3 separate regions of the Mus musculus genome follow, and all the other regions are linked to region 3. The links are chromatin contacts, called in public Hi-C and HiChIP or PLAC-seq maps. All regions are on one chromosome and are shown on one strand. The core of a region is the stretch at or near the end of the contact, and the rest is flanking DNA. Distances in the headings are between cores, read along the strand shown. Region 1 has its middle 14 kb from the start of Gm39755. Region 2 has its middle 8.1 kb from the start of Gm39755. Region 3 has its middle 26 kb from the start of Gm23118.

The links. A called contact is a pair of places that touch in the nucleus more often than the background predicts. HiChIP or PLAC-seq counts read pairs in DNA pulled down with a chosen protein or histone mark.
Region 1: a contact with region 3 is called in a Hi-C map of the N1E-115 cell line, with 2.2 times the contacts expected there. The contact joins two enhancer-like sites. A contact is called at or near these places in 1 of 15 datasets of contacts at CTCF or cohesin (the NIH/3T3 cell line), 2 of 484 Hi-C or Micro-C datasets (the N1E-115 cell line and embryonic fibroblasts) and 1 of 115 datasets of contacts at active chromatin or transcription factors (embryonic stem cells).
Region 2: a FOXA1 HiChIP or PLAC-seq map of pancreatic cancer cells shows a contact between it and region 3. The contact joins two enhancer-like sites. A contact is called at or near these places in 2 of 15 datasets of contacts at CTCF or cohesin (the NIH/3T3 cell line and embryonic stem cells), 12 of 484 Hi-C or Micro-C datasets (the AML12 cell line, the N1E-115 cell line, adipose-derived mesenchymal stem cells and 7 more), 4 of 115 datasets of contacts at active chromatin or transcription factors (the NIH/3T3 cell line, embryonic stem cells, fibro-adipogenic progenitors and 1 more) and 1 of 9 other capture datasets (embryonic stem cells).

What each region holds. Positions count from the first base shown.
Region 1 is chr2:5,115,771-5,118,805 of GRCm38.p6, reverse strand. No RefSeq gene overlaps it. Among named protein-coding and RNA genes, the nearest start is that of Gm39755, 14 kb to the right of the region's middle. Within about 2 kb of position 1,710, at least 49 of the 459 cell types and tissues checked have an H3K27ac peak or open chromatin away from gene starts, as enhancers often do. A contact at or near this core is called in the N1E-115 cell line, where this site is marked.
Region 2 is chr2:5,093,747-5,096,916 of GRCm38.p6, reverse strand. No RefSeq gene overlaps it. Among named protein-coding and RNA genes, the nearest start is that of Gm39755, 8.1 kb to the left of the region's middle. Within about 2 kb of position 1,411, at least 28 of the 459 cell types and tissues checked have an H3K27ac peak or open chromatin away from gene starts, as enhancers often do. A contact at or near this core is called in embryonic fibroblasts and pancreatic cancer cells, where this site is marked.
Region 3 is chr2:5,284,950-5,288,139 of GRCm38.p6, reverse strand. No RefSeq gene overlaps it. Among named protein-coding and RNA genes, the nearest start is that of Gm23118, 26 kb to the right of the region's middle. Within about 2 kb of position 1,774, at least 92 of the 459 cell types and tissues checked have an H3K27ac peak or open chromatin away from gene starts, as enhancers often do. A contact at or near this core is called in the N1E-115 cell line, embryonic fibroblasts and pancreatic cancer cells, where this site is marked.

The sequences.
Region 1 (3,035 bases), core at 461-2,960, 170 kb after region 3:
AGCTTGAGGAGGAAGGAGGAGGAAGAGGGGGAAGAAAGCATTTCCGGAAGAAAAGCCTCGATGTACAAGAACTCGTGAAGACTGTGCATGCATCAGTCAAATGTGTGTTCTCCTGTCAGTGTCAGCCATGCCAGAGTCAACATGGAACAGAACCCACAGGTGCAATGCCAAGGAGTGAGGCTCACTGAGCAGACTCACCAGAGACTTCCAGTCCTTCAAATAAAGTCTGATTTTTTTTTATTATTAAATAAATGATGTAGATTTCACTGTCATTTTTAAAACCCTTCTGTTGGGGCTGGAGAGAGGGCTCAAGTTGAGAGTAGCTTGTTGCTCTTGCACGAGAGTTCAGTTCCCAGCATCTTAGAGCTACCTCTTACTCCAGGTCCAGAGGACCCAACATCCTCTTCTGGATTTTGTAAGCATCTCTAAGCCAGAGAAAACACACACAAACACACATGTACACATAGATTTTTTAAAAAGGGTTTTGTTAGCAGTAAGACAAGTAATAAATTTTTACATTTTTTTTTCATTTGGGCTTCCAGAAGCTATACTTATCAGATGCGTTTTATTTTGTTTGCCATGACACCTCACCTGCACATTGGGTGGCTGTGGACTGAGTGGTCTTTTCTGACACCAATTATTCTCCAGCCTGAGGAGAGCCTGTGCTCTGTTTTTACACTCTGAGTCTTGCTGTCAGGTCAAGAGCCCTTTGCAGATGAGGAATGAGTCATAAAACAGAATCTGGGCTCAGCTAGTTACTGGAAATAACACCATCATAACACCAAGCACCAACTCGTCCTGATGGGTATTATACTTTATTTTCTTCTCCTCTTAATCTTTAAGAAGAATTAAGGTTACTCTCTCCCTAGCTCTGTAACTAGATGGTTACAGTTAGGTGTGTCTTGAAATTATATACAAGAACACTTTCCTTGTCAACCCTTAATAACCTACAGCTTTTACAAATTGCTTCCTTTATTTTTGTTTTGTTTTGCCATAGTTTCTACAGAAATTAATTCTAGAGGCCTGTAGTCTTTACCTGGAACATTTTGAACGAGAGCGTAGTTTTCAGATCGAGAATGACTTCGTTCTCTGCCACACGGTCAAGCTTTAAATGAGCGTTATGGAATACAGGTGTTACGGGTATTAGAACACTGTGCAATTTGTGCTGTGGTTGGATACCTGGAAGAGGGGGGGTGATTTTCAAAAGCAAGAGGGGGTAATAAACCTGAATTGACTTCAGTTCTCCAAAATTTAGGAAACACTCTACATTCTGATCTAATCCTTAATGAAACTACAGGTAATGCATTTAAAGGGATTTAAAATGGAGCCAAGAAGCATATACACTAAATGTACTGTACCCCACCCCCAGAGGCTCTGTTTAATCTCTTAATAGTCGCTGTAACCCAAGCCTTTTCTCCACTCTAGCAGGAATCTGACAGTCCTGTTCATTAAACTCTCTAATCAAAATGCCTCCAGAGAGCCAGCGATTGCAACAGTGCTGTCTGGGGTGGCTCCTCCACCCCCAGGGTGCAGTTCCCAACTTTCTACTTCCTCCTGGTGAACAGATCTCTCCTTTCCCCAGACCTGAAATTTCCTTTCCCCTCACGAATCTTCATCAGCAATTAAACAAAGGATACCTCCTCCTCCCCAGGGCTCCACCACTGCTCCCTTTGTTTCCATGGCAATCTGGGCACTTCATACAGAACTTTCAAAGGCTGCTTTGGTATTAGCTGTACTGATGGTCACTTGGAAACAAAAGTGCTGGGAAACAGAGGCTAGTGTGGCAGTGAGCTGGATGGCTGTGGTGGCTGGGAGGTGGGGAGGAGGGAGCACCAGGGATGACCTTAGAGAAGGCTCAGTGTCTAGCCTTGTCAATTCCTCTGCCAGTGGACATTTCCCAGAACCCAACACTTCCGGAGGAGAGGCAATCCCTCCACCGCAAATTCTTCCGATGGACGCTGTCACATTCTGAAGAGGCTAATTAGAACCAGACTCAACCATCAAGAATGGTTTTCATTTGTCATATTTTATCAGGAAATTCTATACAACCTTTAAAAATGTGGCATCTTCCTCTCTGTCCCTTTCTCGATGTCTCCTCATTGTCCTAAGACACTAAAACACCAATCATTAATTCACTGATAGCTATTGTTCTCCCAGCATTCCCCAGTATCTGATAGGTCCTGATCTCATTGACTCAACTCAGTCCAACAATAAGAGCTGTTATATTGACCCCATTTTATTGATAAAGAGCTGAGCATCCCCATGTCAAAAGGTCACAGAACATAGTCTAATGTGAGTGAATCAGGGCACTTGGGAAGTTGAGCAATCTCCCTGCAGCATCCAGTTGGTTCCCTTACTCACTTCCCCAACTTCCTAATCAAAGCAAAAGCTGCTTCTGCTGTGCTTCAGGAACCTGTTTCCTTTTACCCAGTTCAGTTAGAGAAACGACCCAAAGGAAATCTATTCATTTCAGCTTGGGGACTGGGGAGACAGCTTAATTGGTAAAGAGCTCGCCTTGCAAGCATGAAGACCTGTGTTTGATCCCAAGAGGTTTTTGTTTTGTTTTGTTTTGTTTTGTTTTGTTTTGTTTTGTTTTGTTTTGTTTTTAAGCCAGAGACAGGTTTGGTAGTGTGTATTTGTAATCCTCAACAGAGGGATTTCTGGGACTCACTTACCAGCCAGCCTAGTCTAAGTTCAAGTTCAGTGAAAGGTAAGAAGTTGTCTCAGAAAGAAGGTGGGACCAGTAAGGGGATGGGGAAGTGCTTGCCCCCAACCCCAGTGATCTAAGTTTTAACCCCAGGCTCCAAGTGGTAGGAGAGAGACAGCGCTCTCAAGTAGACCTCTGACCTCTACACACATGATGTGGCATGTGCACATGCACACACAGATACAGACACACACTCTCTCACACACACATACACACACACTGAATATAAATGAACAAATAAATGTGATAACAAAAGAGGGAGGATGGTACCTGTCTTAGTCAGGGTTTCTATTCCTGCACAAACATCATGACCAAGAAGCAAGTTGGG
Region 2 (3,170 bases), core at 162-2,661, 190 kb after region 3:
CAAGACCCCAACACTTGATGCTGGTGGGCCATTGTTTGCAGTTCCAGATCAGATGCTGAACCTCAGCTCTCTGCCTCAATTATCTTGCCTCTAATTATCTTGCCACATACAGCCACTGAGTGCCACATCCGGCACTTTACATTGTAAAGTACAGGGCACCTAATATTGCCACAGCAGCTATCACCATGTTATTCTTCCTTCAAAATCTGGGTGACAGTCATTGGGGGAATGACGACACTGAGCCACAAGATGAACTTTTGATATCCTGAAGCTCCTTTGGGGTTGGAGGGGAAACCTGAGCTAGCAAGGATAGGGAGGTCGCTGGGAGCCGTGAGGAGACAGGAGGTGGGGGGCAGTGTCCCAGACCCTAGAGGTGAGGGGGTAAGGTGAAGAGGATTGCAGAAGATCAGCCATGATTCTGAGAGGGTCAATGCTCAATGGTCAGGACTAGACAGTTCTACCTGGACAATTAAAGCACAGTGTCCTGGCACAGTAACCAGTGCTTCCCAGCACGGAGTGTGACAGGACTCATACCTCTGGGTGCCTCCTGCAGAAGACATACGGAGCTGTTCACCTAAGCATGAGGTCCCTCTTATGGGACCTCAGGGAGAGCCTGGATATGCAAGCTACTGAATCAATGGTAGCTCCAGGTATGGATGCCGAGGTCCTGGCCATGCCCTGTACCACTGAGGTACACCCTTAGCACTGTGACTGTTTATCTATGACTCACTTATATGTACTGATAATATGCTGAGTGCAGCTTAGACTTAAAAATGGGCACAAAGAGATCTGGTATATGGCATTGTGCCTATAGTTAGCACTGTATTCTGCACTTAGAGATGTCTCAGCACTTGGGATGAAATTAAAGCAGGGGGATTACAAGTTTAAGGCCAGTGAGTCAATAAGAAAGAAAGAAAGAGACGGAGAGAGAGAGAGAGAGAGAGAGAGAGAGAGAGAGAGAGAGAGAGAGAGAGAGAAAGAAAGAAAGAAAGAAAGAAAGAAAGAAAGAAAGAAAGAAAGAGAGGAAAAGAGGGAAGGAAAGAGCGAGAGAGAGGGAAGGAGTAAGGGAGGAAGAGAGAGAGACAGACAGAGGGAAGGTGGAGGGGAAAGGAAGAAATAGTTTCAGCTTCGTACTGAAACTAAATGAAACACACACAAATCAAAGTTGAATTTTTTCCCCCTTCACCCTCAAGTCTGGCTATCCCTGATCTCTTACATGGGAGATGGGGACAGAGTAGAGGGTTTTCCCTCACACCTCAAAAGGATGGGAAAACCCAGGGCTGCAGACTCAGGTTGGAGTCAGAGCACTTGTCTAGCAAGCCCAGGGTTCAGTCCCTGTTGTGTGGGTTGGGGAGGTGGATTAAAAGGCAATTAAACTCGTTCTTTTCCTCAAACATGAGCCATCTGAAAACAGTGCCAGATGAGTCACAGTCTCATTGTTGTTTTTAAACTGATGTAAAACACATATCCCAAGTTATGTTATGTTATTCAGTAGGTTTCCTCCTCAGTAGAGTTGGGGTAATCACATCTTTTAAATCAGTAAATGATGTTATCAAAATAATCCTCATCTTTGAAATCTCACAAAAATTTCTATTTTACAATTTGCCCTGACTATCAAGGCTGCAAGAATAACATTTCCTATATATTCAAATCACTAACAGCTACACAACCTCCCCAGCCCCACGGAAAAGAGAAAAGAAACACCATCACATATGCTTGGCTAAGGGCTAAGTTATTCCAGGAGCCAAAAATAAAATAGGCAAATTGTTAGCACTGATGTAACACAACTGTAACCTCAGCATCACTGTGTCATGAGCAATGACTGTTAGAACACAGGGCTGGGTGCCCAAGGGCTGGTGGTAGCTGATCAGCAAGACTCTGTTTTCCTTCTCCATCTGCACTGCCAGCTCACGCTGTGCACCGCTCCACATGCACGGTGTAAGCATTCTTAGAATCCCAGCAAACTCGCCTCTGGATTTAGAATATAAAGGTTGCTCTCTGTGGTGGTTTGAATGAGAATGGCCTCCATAGGCTTATATATTTGAATACTTGGTCCCCATCTTATGGAACTATTTGGGAAAGATTAAGGGGTGTGGCCTTGTAGAAGGGGGTGTATTGCTGGGTATGAGAGTTGAGGTTTCAAAAGAGTCTTCTTGTCTCTTGTGTCTCCCTCTCTCCTCTCCCCTCTCCCCTTTCCCTCTCCACCCCCCTTCTACTTTCTGATCACACTGTAAGCTCTCAGCTATTCCTATGTTCCACCATCATGGACTCTAACCCCCTGAAACTGTAAGCCCAAATTAAATACTTTTTTCTTATGTAAGTTGCTTTATAGAGTTTGTCAGAGGAGGAAAAAAAGTAACTAAGACGTTGTTGGTTTTTTGTGTCATTGAGTACTTCATGGACAAGGGATACAATCATTGTGCTCAGCTATCTCTGTTGGTCTTCCAGTATCTGCCCAATAGACAGAAGTTGGTGGCTATATAGGTAGGAGAGTTAAAGTCTGGAAATGGAAGCTGTTGGTAATCATTAATTTATATAATAATATATGAAGAACCCAAATTAAAGCTTTTTGCAGAAGTCAGAGGTAATGAAATCGTGATGACTGCCACTTCTCCGATCGAGAGATTTTGATTAGCCTGAAGGACACTTGAGATTCATTTGTCACTTGCAAACCTAAAGCTGGCAACTCATTTGTATTCCACTCAACTCAACCTCTCTTGGTCCAGGTACACCATGGGCAGGCATGGGGGTCACACGGCATTATTCTGCATCCTGTGTACAGAAGGAGCTGTACTGGGGAGGGCTGCAGAGCTCGGCTCCTCAGCCCCGCTGTGGCCAGCTGCCTTGGCTGTTCCTCTCAGCACTTTCCTTCTCTCCTGCCTGCCTCCCTGTGAGCTCCTGGCTTCCTGGAAGGTGATTGCTTCCTTCTCTGCAAACCCTCAAGCTCCTCACCAAGTAATACTCATCTTCTGTGTGTTGCTCAAGCACACATGTGATATGCTCACACACATGTGATATGCTCACACACATGTGATATGCTCACACACATGTGATATGCTCACATGTGTGCACACATATGATATGCTCACACACCTGTGATATGCTCACACACATGTGATATGCTCACACACATGTGATATACTCACACACATGTGATATGCTCACACGTG
Region 3 (3,190 bases), core at 525-3,024:
ACGCACACACAGAGGGTTTGTAACGTCTGAACGTTCTCACCATCAGGACCATTCTGTCTTCACCCCAACCTTGCATGGGAAGAAGAAAGTAATACTTCCGCCTCACGCATGAGGAGGCTGGGTCCAGGAGGAAGTGACATGCAAGGGCCAAGGAGTTAGATCTATCACACTGTCCTCCACAGAGGCCAGTGTCATGTCCCCAATACTACCCAACAGATTCAAAGGTGGCAGTAGAAACCCTAGAAGCCAAGGGAAAACTTGAAAGAAAAGCAAGTTTCTCCAAGGCCTCCTGTAGATACAATACAGCCCATGGGCCGCTTAAAGCACTGAGAGAAGACTGGAGTGTCTCTCCATGGTTCTCATTTCCTCTTGCAGTGGGTTTTCTAGCTCAACTCCCTGGCCACCCACAAGCCCAGCATTAGCAGATTAGAAACTTGTTCTTTATTCATCTCTCCCCTCTTCTCAGGTTGTTCCATTCATGACATTTTCTGACAGAGTGTCATAAAATAGACATAGAGTCCCAACTATTCATATCTAGACTATCATTCATGACTTCCTATACAGCAGGTGCTGCTCCAAGTACTAAAGATACAGCAATGAGCACTGTTGGCGTGCACTCAGACACACGCATACACATGTGCACACACATGCACACAGAAACACAAATGCACACAAAGAAAGAGACACACAAAGAAAGAGACACACTCATGTTCATGCACATGTGCACACAGACATACACTCATGTTGTCGTGCACAAATACACTCACTTGTCATGCACAAGTACACACACACACTTCTCTTGAGTTTCCAGTATGCCTTACCCGCTTTCATTTCAGACCTTTTATTCCTTCAGTATTTGTCAGAACATTTGGCACCAGTGGAAGAGCTAGATTTTCAAGTTCTCCATCCAGGACAAAGACTTCAGTCTGGGAAAGCTTTAAGCAAGCTCCCCAGTCTCCAGAGACATGGCTGTATGAAGCAACTTTCCAGCACTGGTGATCCCGTAAATCTTCCCCATTGTATCCCATACAGAAGCCCAAATCAGTGTGCGCTGGAGATTTCTGTTTAAATACTGTCTGGGATCACTGAGTGGCCAGACATTATCTAGTCCTGTTTCATCACCAGCCAAAATCTCCATGTTTCTCATGGTGCCTCCCCCCACCTCAGCCGCTGAAAGAGGGTCTTGGAGGCCAAGGGACTGCATAGTCCTGGTCCCTGAGGTGCCACCAGCAAACTCCATGATCCTGGATGGTTCATTTAAAGTGCATCAGTAAAATGCCTTGGGGTCCCAGTGTTCCTCGTGGATGTTTGCCTTTGCCTAGAGAGAAAATAAAAGGGAGGGGGGAGGTGTTCCCAAGTCAGGTGTAAGCTGTTCAAATCCTGAGTAATATGGGAAATTTCCAGTTGAACCTGCAAATTTCAGGGTTTGGATCCCAGCCCAGAGCAGGAGGGTAGGTTGTCTGAGTCACTGTGAAGTGCACATTTCCTGCTATTTCTTTCCAAGTCCATGTTAAAGTAACAAGCTCAAATGTGAACATTAACAATGATGACTCAGGCCCAGGGAATGTTGGTAGCATGACTCTGGTTTTAAATAACAGAAAAAACAGGGCTTTTCTTGTCTGTTTGTTGACAAAAAGTCAACAAGAGATCATTAATCTAGTTCACTGGTCTCTAAACAGTATTTTTTTTTTAACGTGTATGAGCGTTTTGCCTAGACATGTGCATGTATCACGTGTATGCCTGTGTACCCACAGAGGTTAGAAAAGGGCACTGGAGCCCATAGAACTGGGTGCCTCTGAAGGTTGTAAGCCACAGTGTAGGTGATAGGACCTAGCCCAGAGCCTCTGAAAGAGCAAAAAGTGTCTAAACAAGTTTGATAGATAATGCATCCTGATGGTAAAAATATTTTGAGCATGCTCTAAATAAATGGCTATTCATATATATGAATATTATAGAGGTGTACTACTCTGCTGATTAGCATATAAAACACACACAAAGTAAATTAAAATGACGAGATTGAGGGGAGAAAAATCACCCAGAGACAAAACTTTATTGTTTTTATTTTTGTACCAATTGGAGGGTTCTATTTTTTTATCCTTTTAATTTCAGTTGAAATGTTCATTATAAGTCTAAGTCTAATTATCTAAATTCTTTGTTTTAACTGAAAGGGCTGTGGTGTAAAAATATACAGACCTAAATGGGATGTGTTGTTGAGAGTGCTTGTAATTGGGGAGTCAACCCAACACTATCTGAACGTTTAAAAGACTGAAATTAGAACCACCACCACTGGTGTTTCCTTCTCTCCTGTGGTGGTTTGAATGAAAGTGACCCCCTATTCAAGCTCATAGGCTTGAATACTTTATCCTCGGTCAGTAGAACTGTTTGGGAAGGATTTGGAGGTGTGTCATCTGAGTAGGCTTGAGATTTTAAGACTTCTGCCACTCCCACGGGTTCTCTGGTTTGAGATGCAATGTCTCAGCCTTCGCACTTCCATCATGGACTCTAACCCTCAGGAACTATAAGCCTAATTACATGCATTCTTTTATAAGGCACCTTGGCCATGTGGCTTATCACAGCACTGGAAAAGTAACTCAGATACCTACCACCATCCTTTCCTGTGTCTCCCACTGAGGATGTCTCTAAGTTGTTACATAAATGTGCTGGCTAGTCTCACAAGCTAGAGTTATCTAAAAGGGGGAAACTGAGAAAATGTCTCAAGATCCAAACATAAGTCCTTTTCTTAGTTATTAATGGGGGAGGGCCCACCCCATTGTGGGTGGGTGGTCTGTGTTCTCTAAGAAAGCAGCCTGATCAAGCCAGTAAGTAGCATCCCTCTATGGCCTCTGCATCAGCGCCTGCCTCCAAGATCCTGCCCTGTTTGAATTCTTGTCCAATGTCCTTTAATGATGAACAGTGATGTGGAAGTGTAAGCCAAATTAACCCTTTCCTCCACAACTTGCTTTTTGGTCATGGTGTTTCTTCACAACACTAGAAACCCTAACTTAGTTAATAAACATCTATAATGCAATCAACATACAAACAGTCCCTCAGAAAGAACCTATTCACCAAATAGGTAAATATTGAGCCTAATGTCTCTATTTTAAACTTTAAATAAAAACTTAAATTTCTTAAAGTTCTCAATGGAATAGAAACCATCACATATAGACCAAGGGTTTTCTCTTGGCTAAAT